Linked DNA regions of Bos taurus: region 2 is linked to region 1. A link is a contact called in public Hi-C data. All regions are on one chromosome and are shown on one strand. The core of a region is the stretch at or near the end of the contact, and the rest is flanking DNA. Distances in the headings are between cores, read along the strand shown.

What was found. Hi-C and Micro-C count contacts between places; a contact is called where the count stands out from the background.
Region 2: a Hi-C map of liver shows a contact between it and region 1, with 2.7 times the contacts expected there. The contact joins the promoter of DDX4 here to the enhancer-like site in region 1. A contact is called at or near these places in 2 of 11 Hi-C or Micro-C datasets (liver and skin fibroblasts).

Annotation. Positions count from the first base shown.
Region 1 is chr20:23,256,649-23,264,143 of ARS-UCD2.0, forward strand. No RefSeq gene overlaps it. Among named protein-coding and RNA genes, the nearest start is that of MIR2359, 62 kb to the left of the region's middle. Within about 2 kb of position 4,428, at least 7 of the 102 cell types and tissues checked have an H3K27ac peak or open chromatin away from gene starts, as enhancers often do. A contact at or near this core is called in liver, where this site is marked.
Region 2 is chr20:23,419,913-23,427,407 of ARS-UCD2.0, forward strand. DDX4 (DEAD-box helicase 4) reads right to left here and starts at 4,662. Exons shown (of 21, transcript NR_103807.1): 1 at 4,642-4,662; 2 at 3,523-3,599.

The sequences.
Region 1 (7,495 bases), core at 3,178-5,677:
CCCACTTGTTGTGCTATGTTTCTAAAAGTAAACTTTGTATAATATCTGCATTTACAGTTTGCCTCAGTGGTAAATGCATTTTTCACTGGGGCAAAGATCCAGGGAAAACTAGCTTCTGGCCTCTAGCTTTTGTTGGTCTGATGGCTAGGATTCCTGGCTTTGTTGTTATTCAGTCTCTTAAGTCGTGTCCAACTCTTTACAATGTCATGGACCACAGCACACCAGGCTTCTCTGTCCTTCACTGTCTCCCAGAGTTTGCTCAAACTTAGATCCATTGAGTCAGTGATGCCATCCAACTGTTGGAATAGTGTATAATTTCCTCGGTTCTGTCTTGCCTCAACGAAGATTTGAAATGGTGAACCAGTGTGACAGCTCAGTTACACCTCAGAGTTCATTCAATAAACAAAGGATAGTACACTCTTGAGGCATGAGGGCAGGCCGACCCCAAAGGAGAGGTCTCAACCCATCTTGGCTCCCCATTTTTTTATACGTTTTTTTCTCCTCCCCAACCCCTTTGCCCCCGCACATGCTATGCAAATGAGGGCTAGCCAGGAAGTGGGCATGTTTGTTTCATCTGAGGTTCTCACTCCGGTCTGTGGATTTTTCCTTTGTTCCCTTTTCGAGGGCTTTTCTGCTTCTTTTAGACACCACTATTTTGGACTCCTTTTTCCTATTCTAACTACCTAACACAACCATCTCACTGTCACCCCCGTCTTTTCTTGCCCTCAATCTTTCCCAGCATCAGGGTTATTTCCAATGAGTCGACCCTTCACATCAGTGGCCAAAGTATTGGAGCTTCAGCTTTAGCATTAGTCCTTCCAATGAATATTCAGCATTGATTTCCTTCAGGATTGACTGGTTTGATCAACAAATTGACTGGTTTGTCCCTTGCTGTCCAAGGAATACTCAAGAGTCTACTCCAGCACCACAGTTTGAAAGCATCAATTCTGACGCTCTTTAGCCTTCTTTAGAATCCAAATCTCACATCCCTACGTGACTACTGGAAAAACCATAGTTCCAATTATACGAACTTTTGTCGGCAAAGTGATGTCCGTGCTTTTAAATATGCTGTCTAGCTTTGTCATGACTTTTCTTTCAAGGCGCAAGTGTCTGAATTTCTTGACTGCAGTCACTGTCCACAGCGCTATTCCCATCTCTAAGAATTTTCCTCAGTTTGTTGTGATCCACACAAAGACTTTAGTGTAGTCAATGAAGCAGAAGTAGATGTTTTTCTGGAATTCCCTTGCTTTTACTATGATCCATCAGATGTTGCCAATTTGATCTCTGGTTCCTCTGTTTTTCTAAGTCCAGAGCTTCCATCTGGAAGTTCTTGGTTCACATACTATTAAACCCTAGCTTGAAAGATTTTGAGCATTACCTTGCTAGCATGTGAAACTAGTGCAATTGTGTGGTAGTTTGAACATTCTTTGGCATAGCCTTTCTTTGGGATTGGAATGAAAACTGTCCTTTTCCAGTCCTGTGGCCACTGCTGAGTTTTCCAAATTTGCTGACATTTTGAGTGCAGCACTTTCACAGCATCATCTTTTAGGATTTGAAATAGCTCAGCTGGGATTCCATCACCTCCACTAGCTACTTTGTTGCTCAGTCATGTCTGACTCTTTGTGACCCCGTGGACTGTAGCCCACCAGGCTCCTCTGTCCATGGGGATTCTCTAGGCAAGCATACTGGAATGGGGATGTTCCCAGCCAAGGGATTGAACCCAGGTATTCTGCATTGCAGGCGGATTCGTTACCAACTGAGCCACCAGGGAAGCACTTGTTCATAGTAATGCTTCATAATGCCCACTTGACTTCACACTCCAGGTTGTCTGACTCTAGGCGATTGGTCGCACCATCATAGTTATCCAGGTTGTGAAGACCTTTTTTGTACAGTTCTGTGGATTCTTGCCACCGCTTCTTAATATTTTCTGGTTCTGCTAGGTCCTTGCTATTCTTGTCCTTTATTGTGTATGTCTTTGCATGAAATGTTCTGTGGTATCTCGAGTTTTCTTGAAGAGATCTCTAGTCCTTCCTATTCTACTATTTTCCTCTTTCTTTGCATTGTTCACTTAAGAAGGGTTTCTTATCTCTCTTGACTGTTCTCTGGAACTCTGCATTCAGTTGGGTATATATTTACCTTTCTCCTTTGCCTTTCACTTCTCTTCTTTTCTCGGCTATTTATCTTCTCAAAGGCCTCTTCAGACCCCTTTTGCCTTCTTGAATTTCTTTGATGGTTTTGGTACTGCCTCCTGTACTGTGTTGTGAGCCTTCTTCCATAATTCTTCAGGTGTTCTGTCTACCACATCTAATCCTTGAATCTGTTTATCACCTCCACTGAATAATGATAAAGGATTCGATTTAGGTCATACCTGAATGGCCTATGGTTTACACTACTTAATTCAATTTAAGCCTGAATTTTGTAATAAGGGGTTCATGATCAGAGCCACAGTCGGCTCCAGGTCTTGTTTTTGCTGACTGCATAGAGCTTCTCCATCTTTGACTGCAAAGAATATAATCAATCTGATTTCAGTGTTGACCATCTGGTGATGTCCATGTGTAGAGTCTTCTCTTGTATTGTTGGAAGAGGGTGTTTGCTATGACTGTGTGTCCTCTTGGCAAAACTCTGTTAGTCGTTACCCTGCCTCACTTTGTACTCCAAGGCCAAACTTACCTATTACTCCAGGTATCTCTTGACTTCCTACATTTGCATTCCAATCCCCTATGATAAAAAGGACTTTTTTTTTTTTTTTTTTGGTGTTAGTTCTAGAAGGTCTTGGAGGTCTTCATAGAACTGTTCAACTTCAGCTTCTTTAGCATTAGTGGTTGGAGCATAGACTTGGATTACTGTGATGTTGAATGGTTTGCCTTGGAAATGAACCGAGATCATTCTGTCATTTTTGAGACTTCACCCAAGTACTGCATTTCAGACTCTTCTTGACTATGAGGACTATTCCATTTCTTCTAAGGGATTCTTGCCCACAGTAGTAGATATAATGGCCATCTGATTTAAATTTACCCATTTCCAGTCCGTTTTAGTTTGCTGATTCCTAAAATGTCAATGTTCACTCTTGCCATCTCCTGCTTGATAACCTCTGATTTACCTTGATTTATGGACCTGACATTCCAGGTTCCTATGCAGTACTGTTCTGTACAGCATTGGACTTCCACTATCAGACACATCCAGAGCTGGGTGTCATTTCTGCTTTGGACCAGCCTCTTCTTTCTTTCTGGAGCTATCTCTCTGCTCTTGCCCAGTAGCATATTGGACAACTACCAAGCTGGGGGAGCTCATCTTCTGGCGTCAAATCTTTTTGCTTTTTCATACTGTTCATGGGGTTCTTGAGCCAAGGATGAGCTGTGCTGTGCTAAGTCACTTCAGTCGTGTCTGACTCTGTGCGATACTATGGAAGAGCCCACAGTGCTCTTCATTCCATGGGATTCTCCAGGCAAGATATTGGGGTGGGTTGCCATTTCCTTCTCCAGGGGATCTTCCCGACCCACGGATCCTCTTAATTCCCCGACCTGCGTTGTCTTAAGTCTCCTGAATTGGCAAGGTGGGTTCTTTACCACTAGAGCTGCCTGAGAAGCCTAGCACTATTCATGGGGTTCTCAAGGCAAGGATACTGAAGTCACTTGCCATTCCTTTCTCCGGAGGACCACGTTTTGTCAGAACTCCCCACCATGACCCATCCATCTTCAGTGGCCCTGCATGGCATGGCTCATAGCTTCACTGAGCTACACAAGGCTGTGATCCATGTGATCATGTTGGTTCACTTTCTCTGATTGTGGTTTTCATGTTCAGGCTGCCTCAGTTCAATTCCTGGTCAGGGAATTAAGATCTCACTTCACACCACTGCTCACGGCTGCCTTGTGGAGATCACCCTCAGCACACGCATTTGCTCTAGCCACATGTAGAAAGACCTAAGAGAGAAGTAAAGGCGTCCCTCCTTCCCAAGCATGATGCCTGTTAACACAGCTTCTGCATTCTCACTGTGCATGCTTAGTCTCTCAGTCATGTCCGACTTTTTGTGACCGCATGGACTGTAGCCCACCAGGCTCGTCTGTCCATAAGGATTCTGCAGTCAAGAATACTGGAGGGGGTTGCCATGCCTTCCTTCAGGAGATCTTCACAACCCAGGGATCAAAACCAGGTCTCCCACATTGCAGGTAGATTCTTTACCATCTGAGCCACCAGCGAAGCCCATGCAGTCTCATTACTGTATTAAAAAAACAACGGTGGAGCCTGACAACTGCAGCCAGTGACCAAAAGATCTAGGGGAGGGCATTTTTCCTGAGTGCTCGGATCACACTCCTGTGCTGGTTGGTTCTGCCATGAACTTCACATGTCTGCTGCTAAGCACAGGTACCACCTCCCAGCCTAACCTCTTCAGAGGCCTTTTTTGCAAAGTGGTTTTCCAGCTGTACCTGCCCAACTGCAGCTAATCCACTAGAGGGCAGCATTGGCAGCAGGAAGGGCCCACTGAGGTCCTGCTGCTGCTGCTGCTGCTGCTAAGTCGCTTCAGTCGTGTCCGACTCTGTGCGACCCCATAGACGGCAGCCCACCAGGCTCCCCCATCCCTGGGATGCTCCAGGCAAGAACACTGGAGTGGGTTGCCATTTCCTTCTCCAATGCATGAAAGTGAAAAGTGAAAGTGAAATCGCTCAGTCGTGCCCAACTCCTAGCAACCCCATGGACTGCAGCCTACCAGACTCCTCCGCCCATGGGATTCGCCAGGCAAGAGTACTGCTGCTCCAACCAAAAGGTCGACATTTGCTTTCCAGGCTTCATCTTCTGATCCTGTTTTTCCAGCTTCAGACAGCCTCCTCTCCAGGTATACACTCGCTAGTTACCAGACCTTATTGTGTTTCTTCCTATCTCCTGGCCCATGCATATAATTTCTTCTAAAATGGTCTCCTGGCCACAATCCATAGCTCAGCTGGAAAATTCTTACCTCATTTCAGTTCAGTCACTCAGTCGTGTCCGACTCTTTGTGACCCCAGGGACTAAAGCATGCCAGGCCTCCCTGTCCATCACCAATTTCCAGAGTTCACTCAAACTCATGTCCATGGAGTTGGTGATGCCATCCAACCACTTCATCCTCTGTCGTCATCCCCTTCTCCTCCCACCTTCAATCTTTCCCAGCATCAGGGTCTTTTCAAATGAGTCTGCTTTTCACATCAGGTGGCCAAAGTATTGGAGTTTCAGCTTCAGCTTCAGTCCTTCCAATGAATATTCAGGACTGATCTCCTTTAGGATGGACTGATTGGATCTCCTTGCAGTCCAAGGGACTCTCGAGTCTTCCAACACCACAGTTCAAAAGCATCAATTCTTCGGCGCTCAGCTTTCTTTTTGGTCCAACTCTCACATCCATACATGACTACTGGAAAAACCATAGCCTTGACTAGACGGACCTTTGTTGGCAAAGTAATGTCTCTGCTTTTTAATATGCTGTCCAGATTAGTCATAATTTTCTTTCCAAGCAGCAAATGTCTTTTAATTTCATGGCTGCAATCACCATCTGCAGTGATTTTGGAGCCCAAAAAATAAAGTCTGACACTGTTTCCCCATCTATTTGCCATAGGATCAGATGCCATGATCTTAGTTTTCTGAATGTTGAGTTTTAAGCCAACTTTTTCACTCTCCTCTTTACTTTCATCAAGAGGCTCTTTAGTTCTTCACTTTCTGTCATAAGGGTGGTGTCATCTGCACATCTGAGGTTATTGATATTTCTCCCGGCAATCTTGATTCCAGCTTGTACTTCATCCAGCCCAGCATTTCTCATGATATACTCTGTATATAAGTAGGGTGACAATATACAGCCTTGACATACTCCTTTTCCTATTTGGAACCAGTCTGTTGTTCCATGTCCAGTTCTGACTGTTGCTTCCTGACCTGCATACAGAGTTCTCAAAAGGCAGATCAGGTGGTCTGGTATTCCCATCTCTTTCAGAATTTTCCACAGTTTGTTGTGATCCACACAGTCAAAGGCTTTGGCATAGTCAATAAAGCAGAAATAGATGTTTTTCTGGAACTCTCTTGCTTTTTTGATGATCCAGCAGATGTTTGCAATTTGATCTCTGGTTCTTCTGTCTTTTCTAAAACCGGCTTGAAAACCTGTAAATTCATGGTTCACATACTGTTGAAGCCTGGCTTGGAGAATTTTGAGCATTACTTTGCTAGTGTGTGAGATGAGTGCAATTGTGCGGTAGTCTGAGCATTCTTTGGCATTGCCTTTCTTTGGGATTGGAATGAAAACTGACCTTTTCCAGTCCTGTGGTCACTGCTGAGCTTTCCAAATGTGCTGGCATATTGAGTGCAGGACTTTCACAACATCATCTTTTAGGATTTGAAGTAGCTCAACTGGAAAATTCTTACCTACTCACCAATAAAAGCCTCACACATATCTTCCTGGGTGAGCCTTTTCCATTCTCTTCCTCTCTCTTTCCCCATGGAGTTAAGGGCCTCCTGTGTCCTGAGACCAGATCGATGCCAGTGTTTATCTCTCTCTCTGACTAGGGAGCTGAACCCCTGGAGGCAGGGTCCCTGTCTTACTTGTCTCTCAGTCTCTGGCACCTAGCGTAGTGTTTGATATTTATAGGTGCTTGAAAAATCTTGTTTATAAAAAGAGCTGGATGAATGTATAGACAGAACAGACTTTTTAATTCGTTAGTGAATTTCTTTTAATTTTTAGTGTGTGTCTCAGATTCTGTTTTACCCAGAGTTGCATAACCATGGGAAGTTAGAAACCTGCCCACTTCTCCACCTCCAATGTGAAAGCTTCTGCCGATTTCCATCCCCAACTCCCTTCCACCCCTACCCAAGGGCAAAAGCTGTTTAAAAGCAGCACATACATTCAGCAAGTCAAAAAACAAAAATTCGAGAAAAAAAAGGAAAGCCAGTATGGATCCTTACAGACTATTTTATTCAGTCTTACCCTTGCAGACAAAGAAAATGAGAAAATGAACGAATGAAGTGAAACAGGAGTGAAAAACTCAATCAGGAGGGTTCTAATAGAAAAGAGGACAGGCTTGCTCTCAGAGGTCATTGTCTGGGATGGAAGATAAAATAGACAGGCTTAGGATTAGACTTGGGAGAAGGCAATGGCACCCCACTCCAGTACTCTTGCCTGGAAAATCCCATGGACGGAGGAGCCTGGTAGGCTGCAGTCCATGGGGTCGCTAGGAGTCGGACACGACTGAACGACTTCACTTTCACTTTTTGCTTTCATGCATTGGAGAAGGAAATGGCAACCCACTCCAGTGTTCTTGCCTGGAGAATCCCAGGGACGACGGGGCCTGGTGGGCTGCCATCTATGGGGTCGCACAGAGTTGGACATGACTGAAGTGACTTAGCAGCAGCAGCAGGATTAGCCTTAAAAAGGAACACATCAGAAAAGGCAAATAAGTCCAAGCCACACACCAGCCTCTGAGTTATCTCCAGGCTAAACAATAGGACAGCTCCAAATAGAGAATGATCTCCCGATTTCTCAGTGAGA
Region 2 (7,495 bases), core at 3,412-5,911, 160 kb after region 1:
AAAAGTTCTAGCCAATATAACTAAGAATTTTGAAATGAAGAGATTACCCTGGATTATCCAAGTGGGTCCTAAATGTCATCACAAGTGTCCTTATGAAAGGCCAAGGGTATTAACACAAACACAGAGAAGGCCAAGTGAAGACAACAGAAAGAGATGCAGCCACAAGCCAAGGCTGCCTATAACCACCAGAAGTTGGAAGAAGCATGGATTCTCTCCAAGAGCCTACTGAAGGAAAATAGCACTGCTGAGACCATGGTTTCTAACTTCTGGCCTCCAGAACTATAAGAGAAATTTTTCTGTTACTGTAAGCTATCTAGTTTGTGATAATTGGTTACAGCATCTATAGACAACTAATACATTGTACTTCTTCCTGTTGTCCTGATACCCCAAGTTTGTTTCCTCTTCAGGATCTTTGCACATCATGTGTTACTGGGACTCTTTCAGGTCTCCAGCTCATGAGTCATAGTCTCAAGGAATATTTTCCCCTCCACATGATCTAAATCTACCCATACCAATACTCTTCCTCTCTCCCTCACACAGAGAGTTTCCTGATTCTCTTATTACTATTATTATTAAATTATTATTTAATACTTTTTACTATTAGTATGTGATTTTTAATGTGCTTATTCTGTCTCCTCCAGTAAAATACAACATCCATGCCAGCAAGCCCCTTATCTATCATGTTCACCACTAGCTCCAGCATCTAATAAGGCTCAAAAAAACTTGTTGAATGAGTCTTAGGTCTTAACGTTACCTATTTTTAGAACACTTAGCTATAAAACTTTTATAACCTCTTTACTCATCCAAGTGAACCAATTTATAAATTTTAAAACTTAACATTATTTCAAACATTATAAATTTCAAAATAATAATTGTGGATGGACTAATTATCTTGAGCAGTTTCCACTTTAATTACAAGAGTATATGCCTTCTGAAATACACCAGAAAAATGGCAAAAAGATCAGACAGAAGAGATGAGTGTGTAGACTCATCAGTCATTTAGTAAGAAATATTACAACTAGCAAGCAAACCCAGTATACTTTTACACTCATCACGCTCATCCATTTCATCTCTCATCCCAACAAGTGTGCACACAATGTGCAAATGCCTAACCATTTCTGGACTACTGTAACTGCTAGATTACCAAATATTTCTCAACCTCACATTTTTTTATTATTCTATCCCCGCATGGTACATTCACTTCAAAAACTAGCATTGGGAAGTTCTAAAATCTACCAGAAGAGCAACCTGTTAGTTCAAAATTATGTAAGTTTGTGTTAATACTAAATCTCCTTAGAAGGATCCTTAGAAGCACTCAGAAAAGGCTTATCACATAATAAGAACCTCCTGCATAGCACAGGGAATTCTATTCAATACTTTTTAAAGACCTATATTAAGAATACAAAATAAAAAATGAATATATGTGTATGTATAACTGACCTATTTTGCTGTACAGCAGAAACACAACATTGTAAATCAAATATACTCCCAATTTTTTAAATTAAGAAAAGGCTGATCACAGATATTATTACCAATCCAAGATGATGTCACAGCCAATACAAATTGAACAAAAGGGAAACCCAGTCACTTCTTGAAACAGAAACCCAATTAGACCAACCAATCAAATGGTGCCTTTAAAAGAAAACAGGCTGAAGAAAAGACCTCAGATTTCTCCTACATAAAAATGTCATATGTTCATTAGCTTCTACACAGCTTATTCAACGAAGACAAGCAAACAAAGCCATCATGTTCCTTCAAGTCAAGTAGGTCAAATTACTAACTGCACATCTAGCATCAGATGTTAAGTTTGTGGACAAATGTAAAAAATTTACTACAAATTGGCCCCACACAGATATGTACTAGGAATCGTAAGGTAGAAATATTAACATAATTAATATTCAATCAGTATGACCAATATCAAGAAACAAAGTATGTTACTGAATAGCACAAAGACTCCCAAAAGGTAAATCTGGAAGCCTGACAGTTGACCATCCTCAATTTCAGACACCCTTTGCAATAACCATGCACAACATGCTACAGTGCAGTATACCATTTGAATAATACTTAGTTAAGACAAAATCTCAGAGTAAGAAAAAGTAAAAATTAGACAAGTCCAAACGGTACTTTGGTACAAATGGAAGAACATCTGTACTTGTGAGTTAAACTGTGTTATTAGAACAAATCTACCAAGAACCTGGGAAAAAAAGAACCATAAAAAATTATTTGACCAAGTAATTCAATTTTTGAAAAAAATACTCCCCAATAATAAACTGTAGATATTCATGACAATACTACAGTGCAAAGATAACACTTTAATTTCTACCAACAGAAAATTAATTATGTTATGGTAGTTCTAGTCCATTAAATACTATATAACCATAAGAAATTATTTTTAGGAAGTTAGTAATACGGGATAGCTAGTGCTGAAGAGTGAAAAAGCTGAAATCAAAAATTACTATAATGTACAATCATTACAATCCATATAAAAATGTGTTTGGGAAATACAGTAGAAAATTTACTAAAACCTCAACAGAGCATTTGTGCTAGTGAGCGAGACTGTTAGGTAATGTTTCACCTCTTTTGGTCTTACAGTATTTTTATGATATTGTAACATAAAGAAGACTATAAAAAGATAACATACAAAAAAAATGTTATTTCTAAAACAAGTCCCAAAGCAAGAAACATTATAAATTCAGATTAACATTTTAGGTATTTTAATCTAAACTTTATATGCAAACAGACCAAATTCAAGACAGACAAAGAATTAAATTTTATGTTTTGGGGTAAATTAAGAATTTCTATAAGATATCACTTGAAATAGAAAGTGTCAGAACTGACTAACATAAATACAAACTGGAAATCCTAAAAGGAAAACAATTTGACCTTTGGAGACATTTTCAAGTAGATAAAATTTATGTAAAAGCAATCCATTAAATATACTGTTTTCCAAAGTAGACTCTGTTCATCATCTTAAAGTCACAACTAAATTCCAAAAACCCACTCCATAACCCCCTCACCTAAATTACAGTGTAACTTTTCAAAAGCTATTGAGGAAAAAGATCTGCAGATTTGTACATCTGAAGATCAAACTGATGTTACCATCTGAACCAGCCTAATGTTTTCAACTTGAGACCCCTGCTTGTATAAAACCAATTTTCAGAATTCAAATTGCCACCCAAAAACGAATTTTATTTTTCCATTTTCTATACAACTATATCTGAGACATTCAACCACATTAACACAAGCTTGCTTTCACCCACAATAAGTTCTAAATCACTGAGATTTAAATTAAGTTGCTAATAATATTATACCCGTTTTAGGTTTTAATTATTACATTACGTCAGACTGTTTTCTTCTATTTGAGGCTTAGCATGCTTCATCATTCCCTATAAGACAGTTAATAACCATCAGGTGGAGAAGCACAGCATGCTTCTCACCACAGATGAACTTTCTCACCACAGAGATTTTCAACTTTGATAAAATCTGTAGCATTCAATAACTACAAACTTTAAATTTTATTACCTTCTCAAATACAGGAACATAGGAAGATATATGAGGTTTGATTATTTCTGCTTCCCAATCTTCATCTCCCATGGTGGCTTCCAGTTCAGTTTTTATAAAAATACAAACATGCACATTTAGGCTCAGTCAGAATCAGAGATCACAGTTGTACCTTTAAAAGCATAAACCATCTTTTCACACATATACCTCCAAACTACACAATTAACTGTTGATCCTCCCCAGAAGTTTTTGCAAAAAGAGCAATTAAAGTTTTGTTTCTTACCGAGAGAGACCATTTATATTCATCCTTTTGGCTCAGACGGTAAAGAATCCGCCTGCAATGTGGGAGACCTGGATTCGATCCCTGGGTTGGGAGGATCCCCTAGAGAAGGGAATGGCTACCCACTCCAGTATTCTGGCCTGGAGAATTCCACGGACTGTATAGTCCATGGGGTCGCAAAGAGTCGGACACTACTGAGCGCTTCCAATTTTTTACCTTAAAAAATTAGTTGAACCACTTATCTAATCACTCTAGCAATCACCATGTTCCGGTGAAGTCTAGGCTTTTCCCCAAAATCTGTTGACAGAATTTATTTTCTCACCGAAGGGTTCCCAGTACGTCTTACTGAATATTAAGGGGGAGGGGAAATTTTTCAGACACTACTCAAGGTTTCTCCCTTCAAAACTGGGTACGACATTTCGCGTGGGGTTTATTTAGTTTCTTTGGCGGGGAGGGGGAGATTGACCAGGGATCAAGGCCTTGAAGTTTGGCAGGGAAGGAAGGGGTGATTAGGTGGCCCAAATGTCTCCAACAAACAACTACTTTCGCGAAAGAAAGTGTATACACGAATAGTTCTACAACCATCCGTGTTCTGAGAGTCTTGTTCTCTGAACACGGATGGTGTAGCACCAGGTGGTCAAAAATGCTCCTTCGCCTTTCCTGCAGGCCTCAACTCCAGACTTCGGACACGCACCGTGCTACTGGACTCTCCGGCAGGAAGCAGAAAGACCCCAAAGGACAGCTTCAAACCCCTACCCACCCCAACGGTTCTTCACTTGGCCCGAAGTCCAGCTACTACTAGGAAGGCCAGAGCGTTGGGATGACTCCTGTACTGGGAAAAGAGCCGGCGGCCTACTCACCTCTCCGCGGCTTGCTCTCCCGGGGTCCTCACAGGCGCTGACGCGGCTTAAACGGCTGCACGTGCAGGACGCAGACTGCGTCTGGTGCGCTTATCCAACAACAAATGGCACCAGGCGACGAACTCCATCAGCCAATCAGCGTCAGGCAGCCATGTCGTCCCGCCCCCATCTCCCGCCTCTCCTACCCTACGCGTTCGCGTTCGAGGCCGCTGTCGGCTGACCCATTACGTTCCGGACGGAGTGGCCCGTTAGGCCTGGGGGTACAAGGTTGATCGTGGGTCACTTTCTCTGGATGCTTGTGCGGGGTCCTCAATCTGGAGAGGCTATAGAATTTTCCTATGTAAGCACTGCAAGTCAAAGTTTAAAATAGAAGAGGAATTAAAACGTCCTCCTACCTACCTCTTTAAGTTTTCTCTCCTTTTTTTGCCTACTGCAGTCCCTGGCAGTTGGCCTCTATTTCTGAGGCGCTTGCTTCACATCCAGGGGGTTCCCAGGTACCTCAAAGTATGGCTGAGGCCGGGGGTGGTGGTGTATTTCTTTTTCTTCCCAGACCGAAGTTATGAGACTGTCACGCTGATACCTAGGAGGCTGTGAAGACAGTAACTTGTCTTAAAGAGCTAGAGGTCGAATTCTTTGGGCACCCTCTGATCCGGAAAGGAAAAATAAATTGTGCTGGTGAAGGTCGTTCATTAGATTTGTGACCCACCTGTTTATAGCCCTACTTACTGGCCAAACCTAAGGGTGTCCGAAGGTAGTTCAGACTTACACTCATCAACCAGTTAGTGTTCTGGCCCACAAAAAGTCAGAGAAATCTTTCCATATTTTCCTATCCTTCCAAAAGGCATAACAACACACCACTGGAAAAATGCCATTTTTATTTTTGGCTTTATATTCATCATTTTCCATGCTCTGAATCTTTTAATAAATTCCTGAATAGTTCAGAAATGTAAGTCCCAACACAGTCTGACACTCAATAGAGGCTGAAGTACTTTATGGAACACTTTACACTTTCCAGCTCTAGAACCATCATTATTGGTCTCTTTAATTAAAAATACTTATTTTCTTTGAATCCTTAAAAAGTATTTATTTGGTTAGCATCAAACTTTGTCAGACTATTATCAAGGTGAATTTAAAAGATTACATTTAACAAAAGTGAAACCAGAATATTTTTTATAATTTTTATTTTTTCATTTTAAAAATTTCTATTTAAAAAATTTTTACTTGAGGCATCTTATACTTTCAACTGTATATGTATGAGGGAGAGCTACCAACACTCTTTCTGATGTTCTGAATTTGTACACAGGGTCCTCTGATGTATTTTTACTCACTTTGAATTGAATGTTCTTTCGAAAATTTTTATGTTGTAGGAAAATATGTATTAAGTGAAAATAAAATATGAAATTGTGTAGATAGAATGATAACCAACTAGCTTTTTTATTTTAGGAATGGAAAGCTTGGAAATATTTTCTAAAATGAGCATATTTTTTTAAAACACTTGGCAAACATTCTCCACTATTAACTCTAGAAGAAATTTTTGTGCTTTCAGGTATTGCAATGAAATAGTTCTTTATGAAACAATATAATCCTTGAGAGCTCCTAGTTAAGAAAAAGTTCATTCTGATGAGAACTGAAGTTCAGTATTGAGTAAAGGATAAACAATGGATAAAAATCATGCAATTCAAAACTTGAACATAAACAGTGAAAAAAAGACAAGCACGGTTTAGTAAACACTTGCTCCTTAATGGGTGTCCCAAGAAAATCAAGCCAGTATAAATATATTCTATTTTCTTATTCTCACTAACAGATCCTAAGTTACTGGTGGTAATAAATCACAATGTATGGAAAAGGCAGAGATTCATTCATAAGTTAAAGAGGCTTTAAATGAGCACCTACTGTATGCCAGGTATTATGCTAAATGTTCCAGGTAAAATTAGCTTCTCAAGCAACATTCTAGTGACAAGAATGGCAATGACCAATGAAATTTAAACCTTAACATTCTTATCTCAAAAGATTCCCTGGAAAGCTTATGTAATGTTTCTCCAAATTCCCTAAATCCCTTATAATAAGGTAGGGCAAGAGTTTCCTCAAAGCTGTCTCTCAGTTTGGAATCAATGTAGTTAGTTCAAAGTACTGCATATAAATATGACTGATATAGATTTTATGTTCTTAGCATTCTCTCCACATTATTCAAGTTATGATTTTTTAATTGATGTGTACTGTGCCTTGCGCCATGTCAAGTCTATTAAAAATTCTTTTAATCTACCAGTAGTACATGGGGCTTCTCTGGTGGTTCAGTGGTAAAGAACCTGCTTGCCAATGCAGGAGACGTGGGTTCAATCCCTGGGTCCAAAGACTTTCTGGAGAAAGAAATGACAACCCACTCCAGTACTGTTGCCTGGGAAATCCCATGGACAGAGGAGCCTGGTGGGCTACGGTCTATGGGGTCACTAAAGAGTCAGACACGACTTACTGACTGAACAACAACAAACAGTACAAAAATGGATTACCTCATGTGGGGGAGAATTAGATGTTCATCTTTAAGTATTATAAATATTTGAGAATCTTTTATTATGTACATAACCATACAATAGGCTAAAAAGAATTAAATACTGCAGATTGGAGCCCTATAAATCAACACAAAAACGAGGTGGAGTGGGTTATAATGTCTCAGACAGGTAGCACATCTTGTACTAGTGAAACTTCTAAGGAAGAAAGCAACTTGGACAAGGGTTTTCAGCATACCAAGCAAGGTTCAGAGAGGCCAAAATATCTGTATTTTTCAAGTAATGGCTAAGGCAGTGTTTATGAATGTGTGGTACTCATACTACTGATTTTAGGCAACTCATAGACAATT